Regions from separate parts of the Capra hircus genome. Here region 2 is linked to region 1. The links are chromatin contacts, called in public Hi-C maps. All regions are on one chromosome and are shown on one strand. Each heading gives the region's core, a stretch centred on a gene start, on an enhancer-like site or on the middle of the called end of the contact. The rest is flanking DNA. Distances are from core to core; before and after follow the strand shown. Region 1 overlaps ARMC2 (armadillo repeat-containing protein 2). Region 2 has its middle 28 kb from the start of FOXO3.

The links. A called contact is a pair of places that touch in the nucleus more often than the background predicts.
Region 2: a contact with region 1 is called in a Hi-C map of blood, with 4 times the contacts expected there. The contact joins two enhancer-like sites. A contact is called at or near these places in 2 of 5 Hi-C or Micro-C datasets (both in blood).

Annotation. Positions count from the first base shown.
Region 1 is chr9:28,626,109-28,632,692 of ARS1.2, forward strand. The region is part of intron 2 of ARMC2 (armadillo repeat-containing protein 2); the gene reads right to left. Among named protein-coding and RNA genes, the nearest start is that of ARMC2, 18 kb to the right of the region's middle. Within about 2 kb of position 2,178, at least 3 of the 5 cell types and tissues checked have an H3K27ac peak or open chromatin away from gene starts, as enhancers often do.
Region 2 is chr9:28,940,471-28,947,254 of ARS1.2, forward strand. No RefSeq gene overlaps it. Among named protein-coding and RNA genes, the nearest start is that of FOXO3, 28 kb to the left of the region's middle. Within about 2 kb of position 5,286, at least 1 of the 5 cell types and tissues checked has an H3K27ac peak or open chromatin away from gene starts, as enhancers often do.

The DNA of each region.
Region 1 (6,584 bases), core at 928-3,427:
TTCTTCTAAGAGTTTTATGATTTTAACTCTTACATTGTAAAGTCTTTGGTCCACCTGAGTCAATTCTTGTATGGTGTAGGTAATGGCCAAACTTCATTCTTTTGGTTATGACTCTCCAAGTTATTCCAGCTGTTGAAGAGGAGTGAGAGACTTTTGTGAGGCAATAATACATTGTGTCACGTAAATGTCCTTTGATCCAGGGCCTAGGGAAACTGAACAGAGATCAGGAAAATGGGCTGTAAGATTCTGAAGGTACAAGCTTACCAGAGAGTGCACAGTGGTTGCCATAATGCATTAAAGAAACAAATCCCTTTCCTTCTCAGCGAGAAGGGCTTCAGCTGACACCCAAGGTGGACATGAAGATGCGGGCAGCAAGGAAGGGCTGGTGGCTTTGGGGCAAAAGGTTTAAGTTGAGGCCGCAGTTGCACCCTGAGGCCACCAGGGGGCACCAAGTGGGAGCACCTTAAATGGCTACCATGATGCAGCTTATCCAGAGGGTCATCTCCTGGGGAAGAGAACTTAGAGCACATGGGTTTTAGCATTTCCATTGATGGACACTTGGAGCCTAAAACTATTTTTGTTACTTTTTGTTTATCCTCCCCCAAGATGGCATGGACTGGAAAAGCAAGAGTTACAATTACTCTCCCTTTCCAAAGTGCAGTTCAAAAAAGAACATTCTGTTTTTCAGGACCCCAGCTCTCTGTGAGAAATTCTATACTAGCATTCAAAATTAAGCCATGTTCGCCAAAATGTAAATTTCTTTTAATGGCTAATTTTTTTTTAAGTGACTGCTTATGTTAGCAGCAGAGAAAATAAGAGAAAAAGAGGTATAATTTATCTAAAAAATAGCAGTTCTATTTTGGGGAAGGGATGTTACAGAGAACCAACGTAATTCTGTAATATTAACCTATTTTAAATTTTTCAAATGTCAAAAATGCAGTTTACATTTATTGCCACAAATTCAGTGAACATTTTTCATTATGCCCTAAGCAGAAAATTTGAAATTAAATGTTCAGCAATGTTCAAACAAATGAAGAAATCCCCTCCCCCAGGCCATCCTTTGACATAACTAGGACAATCCAATATAATAACTCTCTAAAAGGATTAATTCTGCCTAAAACCAGCTCCTGAAAAAAACCACATGGCACTTTCTGAAACATTCTTGATAATGTGAACACCATTATTACATTTACAACCCAGGAGCCTGGTGCTGACTCTGTCTTGGAACATTCTATGATAACAGTGAACAAGGGAGTCTTCACAATCAGAGTCACAGGAAAACCTAAATAATACTTAAAATATACAAAATAAAAGCAATAAGGTTGCATTTTACTTCTATTAAATTAATAAGATATTTTAAACATACTCGCTGCTGGCAGTGTTGGAGCAAAAATGGCCCACATGTGTGCTGCTGATGGCAATGCAAATCAGCAGTGCCAGGCAAAGCCATTCAAAGTGTTTATCTGATTCAATGATTGGCATTATTCATCGGAAGAACAATGTTTTACACCTGCTTAATGCAAAATTATTATAAGAACGTTTGTAAGCTTGGAAGCCTCCTAAATATCTACTGAAGGTGGTTGATGATTAGGTAAAATGTGAGGTACCCACTTAATGGGGGGATTCCCTCATTGCTCAGTTGGTAAAGAATCTGCCTGCAGTGCAGGAGACCTGGGTTCAGTTTCTAGGTCGGGAAGATCCTCTGGAGAAGGAAATGGCAACCCACTCCACTATTCTTGCCTGGAGAATCCCACGGACAGAGGAGCCTAACAGGCTACAGTCCATGGGATCGCAAGAGTCGGACACGACTTTGCAGCTAAAGCACCACCACCACCCCACCTAATGAAAAGCACAGGTATATGCAAATAAGACAGTGTTAAGAGGCACAAGTAGTTCTGTTGAGGCAGGGAGAGGGGCAGAATTGTAAATGCAGTTTTTTTCTTCTGCTGTTGAAAGTTTCCTTAATGTTACCATAAATTTATTTGTTGGCTTAATAAAAATGTTAAATAAATTGCAAGCCAAGTTCCTTACCTTTTGGTTATTTGTAAGAGGAGATACAGTCATGCGTATGACTATGTCATGCATCTCTTTTTTCTTAACCTTTTTATTTATGCTTGACTTGACTTGGCTAGCCTGGTCTGTGATTTCTTCCACACAGTATTAAGTTACACCTACCCATTAGGCCCGGGGAAGGGCGACGGGAATTCTCAGAGTATGAAGCCATTTGAAACTGCTTAAAGAGAAAGGCAGTAAGAGCAGATTTCCAGAGGAAAAGTAGTAATCCTGAAGTCATCCCAAGGAGGACAACTGAGAAAGGAAGCCAGATCTGGCAGCAAGGCACAGCTCCTGGGGTGTTGTTCATGTGGTATTTTCTCTAAGGGGGGTGTGGCCCCACAAAATCCAGCCCCCTGGTAATTCGCAGTGCTGACTACCTACTTTTTTTTAAAAGTATTTATTTTTTTGACTGCTCTGAGTCTTAGTTGCAGCTTACTGGATCTATTTCCCTGACCAGGGATCAAACCAGAATCTCCTGCATTTGGAGTGCAGAGTCTTAACCACTGGACCGTCAAAGAAGTCCCCCAATTACCTACTGATGCCCTACTGTAGTAGACACGGTTTTGTCTACCCCACAGCCATTCTTTATTTCTTCCTTGCAGAGTTCCTGGTGATGAACAACAGGACCATCTCCAGCTAGTTTAAGCTAGAAAGGAGTTTATTTATGGACTCTGGGAGCTCACAGGACCCCCAGGAGGGCTGGAAAGCCAGGCTTGAAGACTATATAACCTGGAAGAATACCCAAATTATACTACCAAACTGCTCCAGTGAAGATCTGTGGCCACTGCTCACTGTAACATGGATGTGATGCACGAGATGTTACCACTCAGCTGTTTCTAAAAACTGCGTTGTCTACCCAAAAGGTTCCCCCATCTTCATTGGAAAAAAGAAACTGCTGGCCCCTAGTTCCTGCCTTTGCTCAGTTCTAAATTCAAGTCTTGAGCAGGTGTATCTGGTTGGTGGAGTCCAGGTAACATGCCTGCACCCAAGCCTTCCTGCCAATCAGGAAGGAGAGTTCCGTTTCCATCTGGGACTCATAATGTGTGGAATTTCTCAAATATAAGGAGCCACCAATGTGACAGTTGTCCGCAAAATTTCACCCAACTTTTTTCAGTTGTCGATTTTACTCTTTGTGGCCACAAGGTTTAGGGAAGGCTGGCCTCATATCTCGATTAAGCCAGTTGTGGCAATGCCATTTTCCTTCATGGTAACTGGCCCCAGAAGGCACATGACCCAATTCTGACCAATGAGGCACAAAAAAGACATCTGCTGAGGGCCTTCCGAGAAAGGTTTCTTAGCTCTTAGAGAGACACAGGGACACAATGAGCCCCTTTTCTGTCTCTGGATGGTGGTATGTGGGGATCTGAACACTGGAACTGCTGCCACCGTACCAGGACTGACACACTTATAATGACAAAGCAGAAAGGTGGAATTCATCTGGGTCCTTGATAATATTGCTTAGCCTCTGACTCAACCAAGCCATCCTGTCTCAGGATGACTTGCTGTGTGAAATAATCTTTCCTGTATTGTGTGAGCCAGGTGAGGCTCTCCATGCAGCCCAAAGTATCCTGAGTGACTCACTCTGTCCACTGCTGCAAGGATGACTGAGGATGGTCAGGATCATATGACATGGCCATCTTCTTGGGCTGGAGGACCCTGAGGATATATCAGCATAGATGAAGTGGACAGGGAACGTGTGATTCTGAGCAGCTTCCCCTTCTCAAAAGTGGACCCATCTGTCCCCTCACTGCAACAAAACCCTCTTGCCTCTTGTGAATTTCATTTCCTCCAGTATGTTCAGTAATTGGAGACACCCTGTCCTGCCACTGAGAAGGCTGAAGGAGTTCCTGAAGGTTCTTCCTGGTAGAAACTTCCTGTCACCACCCCCACTTCCATCCTCCACCCCCCCAACAGCCAGCGGCAGGCTCATGGCCTCACCTCAGGCAATCAGACTCTTTCTCTCTAGACCTGACCTCTCCAACCAAATGACTCAATGATGGAAAACAGTAGGCATTCATTCATTCCGGAAAACTCTCCCTCCAGCCCTACTGTCTGGCGAGGACTGCTGAGTCCTTCCCGCTGCCTGGTTGCCCTAAACTGCCCTGGAGGAATATCTGTTCTGTTTCAAAAACCACAGAGTTCCCAAGAAACAGAGATTTCAAAACTACCCAAGCTGCCCAGCCAGAGACATTCCAGTGTGAAAGCTTATACTCTTGAAGAACTTCCAAATTAAAACTTTATGAAAAGGCAGTGCTACGATGCCATCTTTTCCTCTAAGGACTGCTTCGGTGAATTTATACTGAGAGGTTCTTTACATATGAAAGCCATCTTATTTCTTCTTCTTCTGGCCCTCCACCCCCAAATTGGGAGTTTAAATTATGAAATAAAAAGATTGATATAAACAAGCTGCTAAAATTAAACTCATCACGAAGTTTACACATGAAGAAATGGTTCATGAAGCATTTCTGTTTATAAATTTTAGGGAATATTGGTATCCTGGATCTTTGCTTGTTGGGAACCTGAGGACAATTATTTGAAATATTTTAAAAAGTGTTTCACTTCCCGGAACTGTAATGAGTACCATGTGACATCCAAGGGCAAGAGAAATAAATATTGAGTATGTGGAGGAAAAAGAAAACCACTTTATCTCTTCATCTGCAACATTTTTGCTTACATAAAAATTTTCAATTGTGGTAAAAACACATAGTATCCTAACCATTTTTAAGTGTATAATTTAGCAGAATTAAAAAAAATTAGCCAATTTAATGCTGGAGTTTATCAAACATATTCTTAATACAACTTGCTAACATGAGCAGTTGTTAATTTTCTGATAAAATTAGCCTTCTTTAGTCTGCTCTCTGAGGAAATGTTAGTAATAAAGTTTAATACTGAGACCGCACTACAGTGATGACCTCTCTTCTATTTTTGAACACTGAAACAAATGAAAATGATCCAAGAAATAAAGAGAAACACATTCATGAGCAAAGCCAGTTAACTTGCTCGTTTTAACCTCCAGCTAATTAAAAATACTACATAATGTTCAGTGGGTCTTGCTGTGGTCAAAAGGAATTGTATACTATTATATTTTTAAACTTCTATTTTGTAAAATTTCCAACGTATACAAAATGAACAGAAAATGAGCCCTCATGTACCCAACCTCCAGCTTAAACAGCTGTTAATATTCTGCCATCTTTGTTTCATCTGTTTCTCTACTCCCCACATACATACTTCATTACAATTATTTTCATTCATTCTTTTAGGTAATTTCTACACACTAAAATATACAATTTTTCATTGTGCAATTGTGGCAAATGAATACTCACACATAATCAATGTCCCTATCACAATATAGAACATTTTCATCTCCCCAGAAATTCCCCCTGTGTCTCCTCTTACTCCCATTCAGAGACAAGCCACTGTTTTTATTTTTTAACTTGTGATTATTTTTGCCTGCTCTAGAACTTCACATAAATAAAACGATATTCCTTTGGCTCTGCCTTCTATTATTCAGCATACTTCTTGTGAGACTCATCCATTTTGCTGAGTAATTCCTTCGTGTTTATTGTTGTGTAGTATCCCATTGTGAGAACACGGGCTCTTACGGTGGAAGAACCATTGTTAGATGGTATCTTACTATCTGGGTGGTTGACAGTGAGTTGCCTCCATCTTCTGCTTGCTTGCTTCACTTCAGTTGTGGCCCATCCTTTGCCCCGATAGACAGTAGCCCCCCAGGCTCCTCTGGCCATCGGATTCTCCAGGCAAGAATACTGGAGTGGGTTGTCATTTCCTCCTCCAGGGGATCTTCCCAACCCAGGGATCAAACCCGCATCTTTTGCACCTTCTACATTGGCAAGTGGGTTCTTTACCACAAGCACAACCTGGGAAGCCAGCTTTTGGCTATTGAAAAAAAAAAAAGCTGCTATGAACAGTCTTGAACAACCGTTTTGTGTGTGTGTGTTTTCATTTCTTTTAGATAACATACCTAGAAATCGCTAAGTCCAAGTATAGCTTGATATTAATAGTATGATACTGTCAAGCCATTTTCCAAAATGGTTGTACCATTTTAAAGTCCCACATATATCCAGCTACATACAACAACATATGAGAATTCCAGTTACTCTATATTCTCATTAACATTTAGCTTTATAAATCTTTTAAATTTTAGCCATTCTGATGGATATATGACGGCATCCTATACCAAACTCTGCATCTGACTCTTTAATCCAGCAAGACTGTGGATTTTTGCTGGCTCTAAGCTGTCCAGAGGTTGGGAAGTTATCAAAAGCAAAAAGCTGCTGCAAATAGCAAATCTCACTCGGGTAGATTCTTGTCTAGTTTCTCTCAGTTTTTGGTTATTCTTTGGTGTTTTCTAATAGTCATTTTTATTGAAAATTTTCCCAAATTTGGAAAGGTTTGCCCAACCAAAATACTCTGTTACTATTAGCTATTATTTTAAAATATATTAAAAATATTGGAAATTATTTCTTGAGGAACTAAAAATTAACCCAAATGCTCATAACGAACCTAGC
Region 2 (6,784 bases), core at 4,036-6,535, 320 kb after region 1:
TCTGTTTACTGGTCTTCTCCCGCCATCTAGTGGCCAAGAGCTGAGTATACATGCAAAGTCCAATCCTCCGGCGCTCTCTGTCCCTTGCAATCCACACCCTGGAAGGGAGAATCCACTGGACCCTTAATTCATCTACCCCTTAGAATGAAACAAGTGAGAAGAAACTGATTGCCTGAGACCATGGTAAAGTTACCAAAGGGAGGCAGAAAACATGAGATGCCAACTTTTAGCAAGTTGATCTCTTGCTGAAATTGGGTGGATAAGGTGCTCCAACTCATCCCATCAACTCAACTTTGTTCTGAAGTGCAAAATTAGCTAGGCTTCAGGACAGACTCTACAAACAAGTCCTAATTTAACCAGCTGGCCCATCAGTGGTATTCCAGAACATTTATGTTTCTACTGCATAGTTCAGCTAAATTTATTACTCTCTGATTGGGACTTTTCGATTTTCAGTTGAGTTCAGTTCCGTCGCTCAGTCGTGTCCGACTCTTTGTGACCCCATGGACTGCAGCACACCAGGCCTCCCTATCCATCGCCAACTCCCAGAGTTTACTGAAACTTGTGTCCATTGAGTCGGTGATGCCATCCAACCATGTCCCCTTCTGCTGTCCCCTGTCATCCCCTTCTCCTCCTGCCTTCAGTCTTTCCCAGGGTCAGGGTCTTTCCTAATGAGTCAGTTATTTGCATCAAGTGGCCAAAGTGTTGGAGTTTCAGCTTCAACATCAGTCCTTCCAGTGAATATTCAGGATGGATTTCCTTTAGGATGGACTGGTTGGATGTCCTTGCAGTCCAAGGGAGAGTCTTTTCCAACACCACAGTTCAAAAGCATCATTTCTTCAGTGCTCATCAAGTACCAATAAAATAAAAGGAATTTCTTGGCTCCTATAAGCGGAAAAAAAAAACAAAAAAAACAAAAAAAAAACCAAAAAACGAAAGCAAGGGAAACTTCAGGCATGGATTAATTCAGAGGTTCAAGTTGCCTCAGGGTTCTGGGTCCATGTCTGTGTGATTCTTTCCATTCTGACCTCCTCCGAATGTCGCCATCATCCCCGGGCTGAAGAACTCACTGCAGCAGAGCCAGGTCAGCCCTCATATCTTCAGGCTACAAGGTCCAGAGAAAGACAGGATATCTCTTCTGGTAGTACACAGAAAATCCAGGAAGCTTCCTGGTCAGAAGCCCTTGGTGAATATTTCTCCTCTCTGTGAGGACCAGGCAGCCTCATCCCTAAGTCAGTCACAATGCCCAAGGGGAATGGGCTCCTCTGATTGGTGTAAACCAAACAGGGACCACTCCTGGAGCTGGGCTGTGATCAGTCTCGTACAGCACGCCTGGCTGCCGCAAAACGACATGGGGCATGGTCACAGAAAATGGGACCCTGAATTTTGACGGAAGAAAAGAAACAGATGCCGGGGACGTGGCCCATACAAGTGTGCACACTAATGGGTGGTCTCCAGTGTTTTCCATCATCTACCTCAATCAATAAACATGATACATATTTTGCTACCAATACAGCTTCTACTAATGTAGCAGTATATTGTTCATCATAGAGCAAACATGTTTTCGAAAGCTGAACTAAAAGAAAAATTAGGGTTTTATGTTTTATCTATTAACAGGGTTCGAAAAGCTTTTTGCCATCAAGTCTGTGATTGGAAATACCTTATTCTGTTTCTAAAAATTCCAGCTTAATACTTCATGATTCAAAGGCCTAGTCTTAAATTTACATCTACACTTGGTTTTAATGGCTGTTATAGCAAAACAAATACTCAAATGTCGATTCAATTTAGACAAATTATATTAATGGCTGCACCTCCTAATTCCTGACACTAGTTTTTTCAGTTCCATGCACCATTTACACAAAGTTGCCAAAAGGTTAAAAAAAAAAATGAACCCTTAATTTGGAAGCTCATGAAATTTCATGTTTTGTAAGTGTGCAGATGTGGGAATTTTTATAAGTGACATCATTTTTGGCCACAAATCACATCTTGATGCAATATTCACAGACATGTTCGAAATGTTCTCTTTATAGCAGCAGTTACAGCTGTTGTAAAGCTGCTTCTTTCTCACTCTGATTTTTAAAACATCACTCATTCCTTCAAGGTACTGATTCGAAAAATACTCATTAGCAGAAAACTACTAAACTACTTATCACAGGAATGGTTGGCAAATTTAGAACAATTAAGTTTTTTTTTCTTTGTCAAAGAAAAATGTATAACTCATCTTTAAGTCCCAAAATTCTTTTAAGCACTTTGCCATGAGCAATCCAAAAGCCTCTATGTGGAACCAAAGCTTTTTGTGGCCACATCAATCCTCCACCATTTCATTTACAAAACTCTGTGAAGATCCTGCTACTGAAAGCTGTCTTTATAAAAGTAACCATGTCACTGACACCCTGGAACACTGAACTGTAGCACAAGGTGATTCACTGCTGGTGGATGGACAAGCCTGTCAAGTCTCAGCACTGTGGCTGCCACCTCGCCCCGAGGACAAGTCACATGGCTCTGGGTGCCTGCCAGCAGGCCTCGAGAGGGGCTAAGGGAAAGCCTGGTTGTGAAAAAGAGTAAAACACTTTTCATTTCTAAGTTTTTGGCTTATTTCTAAATTTTAATATGCTTTCCAACAAAACAGAACTTCCTGTACTTTTTTCCTGCATCTCAGGACCTGTCATGTGCCCTGGTAGTGTGTATTCTCCCCAGTTTGGAGACCGCTGCCCTCTGGTAGGACTTTGAGGATGCTAGTCTTGCTGCCATGGATTTCTAAGCTTCCTAGGAACGGGGCTGGCCTGGACCTTCCCATCCCTCCCAGGAACCCGGCACAGGGTCGGCTGCTCCATGATGCTAGATGAATGGATGCCGGCATTCTGCCAGCTGGAAGCTCTGGGATGTGCTGATGCCCATGCAGACCCAGATGTGGGGTAGGGCTCAGATAGGAATAAATCCCAGGCCCTGTTCTTGAGCCTTCCTCATGTACTGGCCTGCTGCTGCTGCTGCTGCTAAGTTGCTTCAGTTGTGTCCAACTCTGTGCAACCCCATAGACGGCAGCCCACCAGGCTCCCCCGTCCCTGGGATTCTCCAGGCAAGAACACTAGAGTGGGTTGCCATTTCCTTCTCCAGTGCGTGAAAGTGAAAAGTGAAAGTGAAGTTGCTCAGTCGTGTCCGACTTAGCGAGCCCACGGACTGCATCCTACCAGGCTCCTCCGTCCATGGGATTTTCCAGGCAAGAGTTCTGGAGTGGGGTGCCATTGCCTTCTCCGGTACTGGCCTGAGGGATGTATAAACATGGGATGGCATACAACCCAGGGCAGAATGAAGTAGGAGCTGCTGAAGAAATGCTAGAAAAGGTGTAGGAGAAAGGAGTAAAAGACCCTGTGTTCTTGTTCATTCTCCCTAGGATTGTGAAAGGCTTCCTGGGGGAGGCGGCATTTTGTTCAGTGGCATAGGTTTTTGTACCATTGAAACAAGGAGAAAGGAGAGAGAGAAGAGGATGAAGTGGCCTTTAGAAAAGTGAAAGTCGCTCGTTTGTGTCTGAGTCTTTGAGATCCCATGGACTGTACCCCACGAGGCTCTTCTGTCCATGGAATTCTCCAGGCAAGAACACTAGAGTTGGTTGCCATTCCCTTCGCCAGCGATCTTCCTGACCCAGGGATCAAACCCAGGTCTCCCGCGTTGCAGGCAGATTCTTCATCGTTTGAGCCACCAGGGAAGCCCTTCGTCAATGAGGAGGGCCTGTAGGGAGAAAGTATAGGTGGAGGATGGAAAGCTCACCAGATCACTCTCAAGGACAAACTAAAAAATTCCACAGGTGGTGGGCTGGGACGTTGTAATAGTACTCCAGATACACTAGGCTTTAATAAAACTGTTTGCCTCATGGGAAGACGGTCATGAGCTGTGGACTCACAGATGTTCTTCCTCTTCCTCCCACATCAGTAGTGTGGTCCTTAACCTTAGGGTCCTTGCAGTAGCTTCCCTCTGTCCAGAATGCCCTCCCTGGAGGGTTACACGGCTGGTCCCGTGTCATTCGGGGATGTACTCAGATGCACTCAGATCCCTGCTCAGAGGGCTTCTCTTAGCTCCTAACTGAGGGGTGCTCAGGCACTTTCCACCACATCACCCTTCCTTTTTGTCTCAGCACTAAACACCCTGATGTCTCCTTGTTTATTTTTATGGCGATTTGTTAACAGGTGTCCCCTTCCTGCTCCTCCCACCAACAAATGCAAGGGTCAGGGCTGCTGCGATCACCAAGCACACGTCGAGTGAGCAACCTTACCCAGGTCCTCTTAAAATACTTGCTATAAGGTCATTTTGATGAAATGGTCCAACTTAAGATTATCCTAAATCCACTTATGGGGGAAAAAAGAGAGGGGGAGGGAAACAGACAGACAGAGGAATATAAGAGAGTGGTAACTGGTCCAAGGAAATCAGATGTATGAGGCTACCAGGCAACTTTAAACTCCTATTCAAATTAATTTCTGTGTTTTAAAAGATGCCTTGGGTTACAGAAAAATGTGGTAAAATTAATAGATACATTAAAAAATATTTGAGGTGTGTAAATTCTGAGTATTTTTTGATTTCTTGGCTAATTTCTTTAGGAACATTAAACGTATGGAGTCTTTCTCAATTTCAGTTAACCACAGTTTCTCTGAGAGCACTTCTTTGAAGTACAGATTCCCAGGCCCCTCCGCTGAAGATTCAGATTCATTAAGTTTGGGGTGGGGTCCAATAATCTGTATGAAGCTTCCCAGGTGATTCCTCTGGTTCAGTAGGTTTGGGGAACACACAGTATAGAAATCATCCTATACCATTATCTAGAAAACAGTATCAGTGGTTCACTCTACTGTTTGAAAGGTCGTTCCTGTAAGGGAAACCGTATTGAAGAACTGTAAGATCTTATTTGAGTGAGTGAGTGAGTGAGTGAATGTCACTCAGCTGTGTCTGACTCTTTGAGACCCCAAGGACTATTTGGTCCATGGAATTCTCCAGGCCAGAATACTGGAGTGGGTAGCCGTTCCCTTCTCCAGGAGATTGTCCCAACACAGGGATCGAACCCAGGTCTCCTGCATTGCAGGCAGATTCTTTACCATCTGAGCCACCAGGGAAGCCCGAGATCTTCCTTACAATTTGCTGATTATAATGCTGACCCTAGGCCACACTCTCTCTGAACCTGCAGGATACCTCAGGGGTCTCTTGGGGGGCCGAGGGCCTTTGGCTTACAGGAGGAGGTCAGCGCAGGGCTCCCGTCTCCTCTGCAGCCTCAGTGTTACCAGCAGCTGCTCCTGCGAGGGGGGCACCCTGGCCCTGACCCTGTCACCTTCCAGAGAGCAGGCCAGCACTCTGAGCCCTTCCCTTCCTGGAAGACGCTGCTGCACACATACGCGGAGTGACCTTGACTGTCAGGTTCTTAACGTAGCATCCGTGGGCCCCTCAAGAATCCACGCAGCGGCCTCAAGGGTGTGTGTGCAGAACTTTGGCAGACTATCGGTTACAGTGAGAGGAGTTTCCTGAGCATTCGCCCTATGTTCTTTGTGGACCCCACAACTCAGCTTAGAGAAATGAAGCCATTTTTTTCACAGCATCACAGTGACAATTGGCTGTCCCACCCCACAGCAGGAGGTCTGTGCTGGGGCCAGAGTTGGGGGCCTGCCTCTCGCTGCTGCAGAACACACACACACGGGGCGAGGTCTGCAGGAGGACACCTGAGGGTGAGAAGTGGGCTACCCCAACCAGAGTCCAGGGTGGGAGTGCAGGGGCGGCGGCAGCCTCCAAGTTCATAGGTAGGTTCTTCAGGCCCCCGCTCAGCCTCCAGAGGGAACTGGTGTCCACCCCTTTTCTTCCTCCTCCCAGGGTGGGTTACATCACAGAGGCCCCACTATTAGGGTGTAGAGGTCCCACCCTGAGGATATAGCTCACCCACACACTGGATGTCTGTTTTGCCCCAAACAATGTTAGCTCTTCATATTTTGAGGATTATCTTTGTGCTGCTAAATCTGAGTATGTCAGTACCTCAAAGATATAAGCAATTGCTTTTAATTCTACAGACTGTATTTTAATCCACAGAAATCAATTGATTACTTCTTTAGCAATTGAATTTAATATTCTGCATGCTACAGAATTTGGTAAAAGTATGATAGGTTATTAGTGCAAAACAAGGGGCATGTTTCAGTGACGTCAGCAGCTTTCACACTATGCACCCTGAATTTGGGGTTCTAAAGATGAACCATTGAGTCTGGGAGAATGAAGTTACATCCCAGTTCTCTCTGATCATTCAGAAGAGTAACATTCAAGTCACTGTATCTCCCTCTTCTGAATTTCCAAAGTACTCAGCATTTCTCATGGTAGCTATCACACTCTGCCCCATGTATCAGAGCTGTGTTTCCACACTCAGTTCATCTCCTGGACGGGAGGGGTGGGTCTTGTCACCCTGCAGCCTCTCCCCCAGCACACAACATGGCTCTGTCCTTTCCTCTGCCTTTTACTAACCTCCTGGCTGACTTAAGTGCTGTCAATGTTCCCAGGACACCTGGGCAAGCTGCCCTTTTGGCACTCCCTACACTACGCCCGTGTATTGTCCCAGAAGAGCAGCAGCTCATTGTGGTGAACGTTCGTCTCGTTCACTTCGGTGTGCCCAGCTCCCGGCAGAGGAGACAGCAAGTAAATGATGAATGAATGAATGATTAGTGAATATCTGTACACGATGTTTCACAGCTTTATTGGGATAGAATTCACATACCCTAAAATTCTACCATGCCAAGTGTACAGTTAGGTAGTTTTTAGTATATTCTCAGAATTG